2 separate regions of the Sus scrofa genome follow, and region 1 is linked to region 2. The links are chromatin contacts, called in public HiChIP or PLAC-seq maps. All regions are on one chromosome and are shown on one strand. The core of a region is the stretch at or near the end of the contact, and the rest is flanking DNA. Distances in the headings are between cores, read along the strand shown.

Region 1 (3,845 bases), core at 72-2,571, 260 kb after region 2:
ATGGTTTTAGCTTTTTCCCTGCCCTCGGTCAACCTGAGAGTTTTCTTTCTCTGCTGTCTCAAATGCACCGTGTGTTAACATTTTTAGTATTTGCTACAGGCCTTGCACACTCAGGGAGTAAAGTGACCCTTATCCCGTGGTTCCTTCTGTGTGCTTGAGGCTCAGGATGAATCTGGCTCCTTACCAGCCCGACCTCCCCTCCTTCATTCCTGCCCCGCTGGGACCAGTCACGGGGCATTGGCTCCTGCTGGCGCCCGTCACCATAGCTGTCTCCTGTCCATCCAAACTGGTCCCTTCTTCATGGCCCAAGGTGCCAGGTCCACAAGGTCTTTTCGACCACTGATGCCCCCAGGACTTTCTCACTCCTCTTACCTCCTGAAGGTCTGTGTCTGCCTCATTAAGCTGGAGGCACAATTTGACTCTATCATTCTCCTTAAAAAGACTAAATGCATTGTGTATTTTGTCTTTTTTTTTTGTCTTTTCTAGGGCCGCACCTGGGGCATATGGAGGTTCCCAGGCTAGGGGTCGAATCGGAGCTGTAGCCACCAGCCTACGCCAGATCTACAGCAACGCGGGATCCGAGCCGCATCTGCAACCTACACCACAGCTCATGGCAATGCTGGATCCTTAACCCCCTGAGCAAGGCCAGGGATCGAACTCGAAACCTCATGGTTCCTAGTCAGATTCATTAACCACTGAGCCATGATGGGAAATCCTGAATGTGTATTTTGGAAAAATAAATTATTCTACTCTCAAACCTGGTCCCTCCCCACTCCCAGCCCCCCAGGCAAGCCTTTATGAACTTGGTTGGTACTTTGCATTATTACATTTTCATGCATTCACACGTATTTGAACGAACTAAATGTCTTGAAAGCAGGGACAGGGGCCAAGGCAGGTCCTCAGCTCCCCAAGCATCCAGCCAGGCTTTGGCCATTAGCACTTAATTCCTTTCCATGTGCCATCCCCTGGGCTCTGGACAGCCAGCCCCAGGAGGCGGGCAGGGCAGGGGGTAAGATCTCCTTCTTACAGGTGAAGTCACTGAAACGCAGTGGACTTTGTGGAGTCACCTGAGGTCACAGAGCTGGGAAGGAAGAGAGTGAAATTAGAACTGGCGTCTTCTGACAAGCCCAGCTGTTCTGGGAAAAAGGCTGAAGGACGCTTGACTTCCCTAAACCTCACTCCCCAAGTGCCGGGCTCCTCGGAGCTGAGGTTAGCGAAAAACGTGTCGCAATCCCTCTCTCCGCTCTGGGGGCAGCCAAGCCCGGTTCTCATCTGTGACTTGATACAGCCCTTGGGTGGCAGTCCTTTTCACACCGCTGGTTCAGCGTCCACCCAGGTGAATCATCAACCATTAGCCAGCTGTCACCTCACCTTTAGCTCCGCGCGGTGTGAAGCTTGTTTTCTTTTGCTGGCATTAAACAGTCACCTCTGACACGTGGTGAGATGCAGGACGTTGCCTCCAAGGCAAACACAGCCCCACAGGAAAAACAGATTTGTCAAATACAAGCACTCTAGGGTGCCAAGAGCCGGCTTCTCCCTACAAAGCTCCCACGGCTGGCAGGGATGTCACCTGCCTCCAGGAAACAGATGGGACAGGTGGGTGAGCTCTGGTTACTGACTGATGGAGAGACAGGAGTGCCCCGCTGAGCCCTGTGGGTGTGAACAGGGCCTAGGGGCCCCCAGAGGCCCTGAAAACCCTGTCCCCCTGGGCCCATACTTCTCATATGAGACTCAGATCCATGGGCCAGCAGAACCTCGGTCCTGGACCCGTTCTTTCTGCAGTCCCTGCAGAAATCCCAGCCACAGAGGGCGGCCGGGTATGCCTCTGTGACTAATCGCTAGAGCTTCACGTTGCTGTCAATGACCTCTCCAGGGACTTTATTTCAACACTGGCAGCCTGTGGAGGGAGGTTCATAGGAGAACCCTGGTGGGCGTGGGTGGGCTCTGAGCCTCCGCGGGGACCCCAGCCCCGCTCTGTGTAATAAGAGTTTCCCAAAGGGCCACTTGGGATGACTGTGGATGCCTCAAGACATCTACTGCTTTTCTCGTCCTCGTCGTCTCTCTCTCTCTCTCTTTTTTTTTTTTTTGCTTTTTAGGGCTTTACCCACGGCCCATGCCATGGCCACAGCAACACGGGATCCGAGCCGCATCTGCAAACTACACCACAGCTCACCACACTGCCGGATCCTTAATCCACTGAGTGAGGCCAGGGCTCGAACTTGCATCCTCATGGATACTAGTCAGGTTCATTACTGCTGAGCCACAATGGGAATTCCCATTATTTCAAGAAATACATATTTATTTTAATACATTTTAAAATATATTTAGGGAGTTCCCGTCGTGGCGCAGTGGTTGACGAATCCGACTAGGAACCATGAGGTTGCGGGTTCGATCCCTGCCCTTGCTCAGTGGGTTAACGATCTGGCGTTGCCGTGAGCTGTGGTGTAGGTTGCAGATGCGGCTCGGATCCTGCGTTGCTGTGGCTCTGGCATAGGCTGGAAGCTACAGCTCCGATTCAACACCTAGCCTGGGAACCTCCATATGCCACAGGAGCGGCCCAAAGAAATAGCAAAAAAAGACCAAAAAAATAAAATAAAATAAAATAAAATAAATATATATATATATACTTAGCACATCGAACCTGCAATTCCATGTATGTTATTACTGAAGAAGAGGCCAAACTTTTTTTTTTTTTTTGTCTTTTTGCCATTTTCTTGGGCCGATCCTGTGGCATATGGAGATTCCCAGACTAGGGGTCAAATCAGAGCCGTAGCTGCCGGCCTACGCCAGAGCCACAGCAACTCAGGATCTGAGCCTAGTCTGCAACCTACATCACAGCTCACAGCAACGCCGGATCCTTAACCCACTGAGCAAGACCAGGGATCAAACCTGCAGCCTCATGGTTCCTAGTCGGATTCATTAACCACTGCGCCACGACGGGAACTCCTAAACATTTTTTTTTTAAAGTAACTTCATTGATATAAAAAAATTAAGAAGTTCCCTGGTACATTAAGGACCTGGCATTGTCACTGCTGTGGCTCGGGTTGCTGCTGGGGCGTGGGTTTGAGTGCATGCTGCTGTGGGCATGGCAAAATAATAATAATGATGATGATAAAGTAAAAAATTAAGCAAGTGATAATTCAGGTTATAAGAGGGTAAGGCAAAACCCTAAAAAAGGAGCTTGGACAATTGAAGTTTGGGAAACACTATTTTCTTGGAGAATGCAAATTCATACCAAAAATATGAACAGAACCTAAATCCAGCTGAGGGGATGGTTAGGGGTTTCTTCCTCTGGAACTGTGTCAGTCCAAGTCCGTTTTCAAGGTGTAAGAAACTTAGATTTGTAAAGGAAAGCAAGCAAGAGAGTTTTTGTTTGTTTTAACTGCGACTTTGCCATATAGCCTAGGGCTGAACAGATGCCACCAAGTGGGGCAATTAAAAATAGTCTATGTGTACAACACTGTACATTTTCATTTCTTTTTATATCTTTTTAGGGCCTTACCCACAGCATATGGAGGTTCCCAGGCTAGAGGTCTAATCGGAGCTACAGCTGCTGGCCTACACCACAGCCACAGCAATGGGGGATCCGAGCCACATCTGTGACCTACACCACAGTTCATGGCAATGACGGATCATTAACCCACTGAGCAAGGCCAGGGATCAAACCTGGATGCTAGTCAGATTCGTTTTTGCTAAGCCATGACAGAAACTCCTGTAAGTTTAAAATTTTAATTCTCAGGGGAGTTCCCATTGTGGCTCAGGAGGTTACGAACCCAGCTAGCATCCATGAAGTTACGGGTTTGATCCCTGGCCTCCCCGGTTGGGCTAGGGATCTGGTGTTGTCA
Region 2 (3,967 bases), core at 17-2,516:
TTCCCAGCTGACACTCCCCTGTACCAAGGGGCCATGGGAGACACAAAAAAACAGGAAGCATCAAGGGCAGGGGTATCTAAGGAATGCCCGCTGTGTGCCAGGCACTACACTGGTCACCCAACATGAGCCATCCTAAACAGATGGTCCTTACAAGAGTGACACTGAGGTCAAGATTAGCACACCTGTTCTACAGACAGGGAAATAGAGACTCGGGGAGGCTGGAAGTGATTCGTCAAAGATTCGACTCCACAAGAGATCATTACCATTATGAACAGTGCAGACTCCTGGGCCCCATTCCAGACGGGCTGAATCAGCTCAGAGGTTGGGACCCCAGGAATGTGCTTTTCAAACCGTTTCTCTCCAAGATTTTCCGATGGTGAAAGTGTGAGAACACTGTCCTCCACCAGGGGCTCCGAGTTGGGGACACAAGACCTTCATGCCTCAAAGGTCCAGTAATAGATGACAGTGAGCCAGGATTTGTCAACAGGAGGCAGCTGGTACAGTTGTTAGTGCATAGTCTCTGGAGCCAGGTCTCTGGAGTTCGAATCCTGGCTCTGCAAATACTAGTTGTGTCACCTTGAGCTAGCCACATTCCTCACTGTGCCTGAGCTTCCTCATCTGAAAAACTGCATCAAAAAGAACACCTAGGAGTTCCTGTTGTGGCGCAGTGCAAACGAATCCGACTAGGAACCATGAGGTTGCAGGTTTGATCCCTGGCCTTGCTCAGTGGGTTAAGGATCTGGTGTTGCCGTGAGCTGGGGTGTAGGTCATAGACACAGCTCAGACCCTGCGTTGCTGTGGCTGTGGCGTAGGCTGGCAGCTGTAGCTCCGATTGGACTGGAAACTCCATATGCCACAGGTGAGGCCCTGAAAAAACAAAAGATAAAAAAAAAAAAAAAGAACACCTAGAAGGTTGTTTGGGGAGGATGAATGAGTTAAATGTGTGGAGTTTGGCACAGTGCCTGCCACAGAGTAACAATCCAGCGATGCCGTTGTCATCATTACATGATCAATTGTCCCAAATAACACAAGAAAGAGGAGATTATTTGACACTGTGGCTCCTGAAGGAGGAGGTCAAAGAGCAGCGTTCCAGAGAATTTGAATGGATAAAAAGAGAAGAGCTTAAACAACAGCTCTTTCTTTCATTCCTGAGCTGATCTTACATCACTGTTTGTTATTCCTCAGGAAGTGTCACCAAGAGCAAGTCACTGCAGTCGAGACAGGTCGTGAATCAGTCTGCGAGGCTGAATCACAGCCAGAGCACATCCTCTCCTGGGTCTTGAGGGGAGGAAGATGACAGTTCTCTTTGAAGCGAGGACGGCTTTGCCCAAGAAGGGAGCTGTGTATATTTTTTATGGCCACCAGGGGGAGACAGAGAGCTTAACTGACTTCACAAACTGAACAGTATTCCTAAATTCCTTGAAGATTTGGGCCATTGCCCACTGATTTGTTTTCACTTTTGCTGTTTCCCCTACTTAGAATGGCCCCCATTTAACCCATCATCATTCTCCCAGCCAACTTCTTCATATGCAAACTAACCTCTGGCCAGCCACTATGCCAGGGGCCGAGGGAAGATACAAAGAAATATAAGGCATTTAAGGAACGCTTTGTGTGTACAGGTACTCCACTGGTATCCTTGTAACTACAATGAGGTCATTCATTTTCAAGATTCACTTCATCAGGAATAAGATTCAGGGCACTGTCACTAAGTGCCAGGCACTGTGCTAACATTTCTGTGAATTAGCTCATTTAACTCCCTGAACTACCCAATAAGTAAGTACCACCATTATACCCACTTTACAGCAGAACAGACTGAGTCTTGAGGGAATTAATAACATCTGCCCAAGAACGCAGAGCTAATAAGGGAAATGGAATTCATGTATGAGCCCATGGAGTCTGGTTATAGAACCAAAGCTGAAAACTGGCCACCTCTCTGGTCCTTCCACAAAGCCTTGCCTCTGCCCACACTGTTCTCTCTCTTCTCTGGATTCTGATCTTGTTTGTAAGCAATCCAATGTAGGACTTATACTCATTTCTTCTCTCACACACACTGGCAAATGCCACTCTCCCATCCTACCCCCATCCCACCCCTGCCAGGTATAGAGTAAGTTTCTTAAAGCCAATGATTCTATCTCACCCTTATTTCTATGTAACTACCATTTATTAAGCATCTCTGTATCTGACATTATCAAGGGCACATTTATTCTTTAGATTTGCTGTTTACTAGTCTTCACAGTAACCCTGGCAAGTAAGTAGTAGTATCCACATTTTATAGGTGGAAGATTAAGTCTCAGAAGTTACATGATCCTAGACCACTCACCTACCTGGCAGGTAGAATATGCAGGACCCCAAGGCCTGCAGTCTCTCCATGACCCTCAGCTCCACCTCCCCCTCTGCCTTGCTTGGGGCAGCACCCAGAATGAAGGGAGCCTCAGAACATGAACTCGAAGGCTTCAGTTAAGGTCCCTCACTCTCTGGGATGCAGGTCAAAAGCATCATCTATTGATTCCTGTCCGGTACAGTTCCCAGACTCAGGCCCTCTCCTATTCTCAGTCCTGCCCCTTCTTTGGTGGATTCCATGTTTGAATGTCACTAGTGTAAGAACCATGTCATATTCACCACCATGTCCCCGGAGCCCAGCACAGAGCTTCACACATAGTCTGAGGCTCAGTATATGCTCATGAATAAATGAACAAATAAAAACAATTAATACATCTGGTCCCTCAGGCATTCTGTACCCAGATCCTCTATGAACTAGCTTTTGACCACAGCCTGACAGTTTTTTGTCTCAATTCTATCATTCAAATTTGGACAACAAAAAAGCACTTTGTAGAATTCCTGCTGTGGGGCAGCAGGTTAAGGATCTGGCATTGTTTCTGTGGCAGCTGGGGTTCCATCCCTGGTCTGGGAACTTCCATATTCTGCAAGTGCAGCCAGAAAAAAGGAGTTCCCATTGTGGCTCAGCGAAAATGAATCTGACTAGCATCCATGAGGACAGTCTCAATCCCTGGCTGCACTCAGTGGGTTAAGGATCCAGCATTGCTGTAAGCCGTGGTATATGTCACAGACACTGCTCGGACCTGGTGTTTCTGTGTCTGTGATGTAGGTCGGAGGTTACAGATTGGATTTGACCCCTAGCCTGAGAACCTCCATATACTGCAAGTGCAGCCACCTCCCCCCACCCAAAAAAAAGCACTTTGTGAACTTTAGCAGGCTATGAAATGTGAGATAACACCTGAGCTATCCCTTGAATCCAGGACACTGGTAAGGACCTAAGAGAGAGAATCTGTCTGTCTGTCTGTCTGAAACTCTGATGTTAGAACATAGATGCGGGAAGTCTTTAGACATTTTTAAAGATGTGATGGTGTCAAGAGCCTGGCAATAGCATGGAGTTAAGAGGGTAGGTGCTGTGCTGCTGGCAACGTTCTAGCCGTTCTGCCCAGGGCTGACCCTGGCTGTGGCTGCTGCGCCCAGCCTCCCTGGTTCCCGCCTGGTTCTCCAGCCCTCTCCCATCAATCCTGTGAACTACTCAGTATACTCCAGTGAATTCTAAAATTAGGCGGAGTCCACTTCTGTCGCTTGAAAGCCATAGCGGAAGCTGGCCAGTTGCTGACCAACCCCATTTCCTCTTTTCCTAAGCACACGAGGCATTTCTCTCCGCGATCCTTGCAGTTAGGTTAGTGGGGATCGGCGGGCCAGTGGGGTGGTCCTAGAACCCTTTGAGCAATCACCACATTCTCTCTTTCCCTTCCACAGGGACTTCAGAGGCTAGACAGGTAGTGGCACAAGGTGGAAAGAGCCATAGTCCCAAGTCGCCATTTGGGGAAGAGATGCCCCAGACAGCCACACAACCAGCATCAAGCCAGGAAATAAATCTCGAACTCACGCCACCCATAGCATGGTTTTTGACAGGACCTAGAGTTTATCACTCCCACTAACACCATCGAAACCCAGACTAGTTCAATCC

The links. HiChIP or PLAC-seq counts read pairs in DNA pulled down with a chosen protein or histone mark.
Region 1: an H3K27ac HiChIP or PLAC-seq map of alveolar macrophages shows a contact between it and region 2. The contact joins two enhancer-like sites. A contact is called at or near these places in 1 of 47 Hi-C or Micro-C datasets (embryonic fibroblasts) and 1 of 2 datasets of contacts at active chromatin or transcription factors (alveolar macrophages).

Annotation. Positions count from the first base shown.
Region 1 is chr4:14,340,255-14,344,099 of Sscrofa11.1, forward strand. No RefSeq gene overlaps it. Among named protein-coding and RNA genes, the nearest start is that of TRIB1, 44 kb to the left of the region's middle. Within about 2 kb of position 1,322, at least 19 of the 83 cell types and tissues checked have an H3K27ac peak or open chromatin away from gene starts, as enhancers often do. A contact at or near this core is called in alveolar macrophages, where this site is marked.
Region 2 is chr4:14,075,910-14,079,876 of Sscrofa11.1, forward strand. The region is part of intron 8 of LOC102165543 (a long non-coding RNA gene); the gene reads left to right. Among named protein-coding and RNA genes, the nearest start is that of TRIB1, 220 kb to the right of the region's middle. Within about 2 kb of position 1,267, at least 15 of the 83 cell types and tissues checked have an H3K27ac peak or open chromatin away from gene starts, as enhancers often do. A contact at or near this core is called in alveolar macrophages, where this site is marked.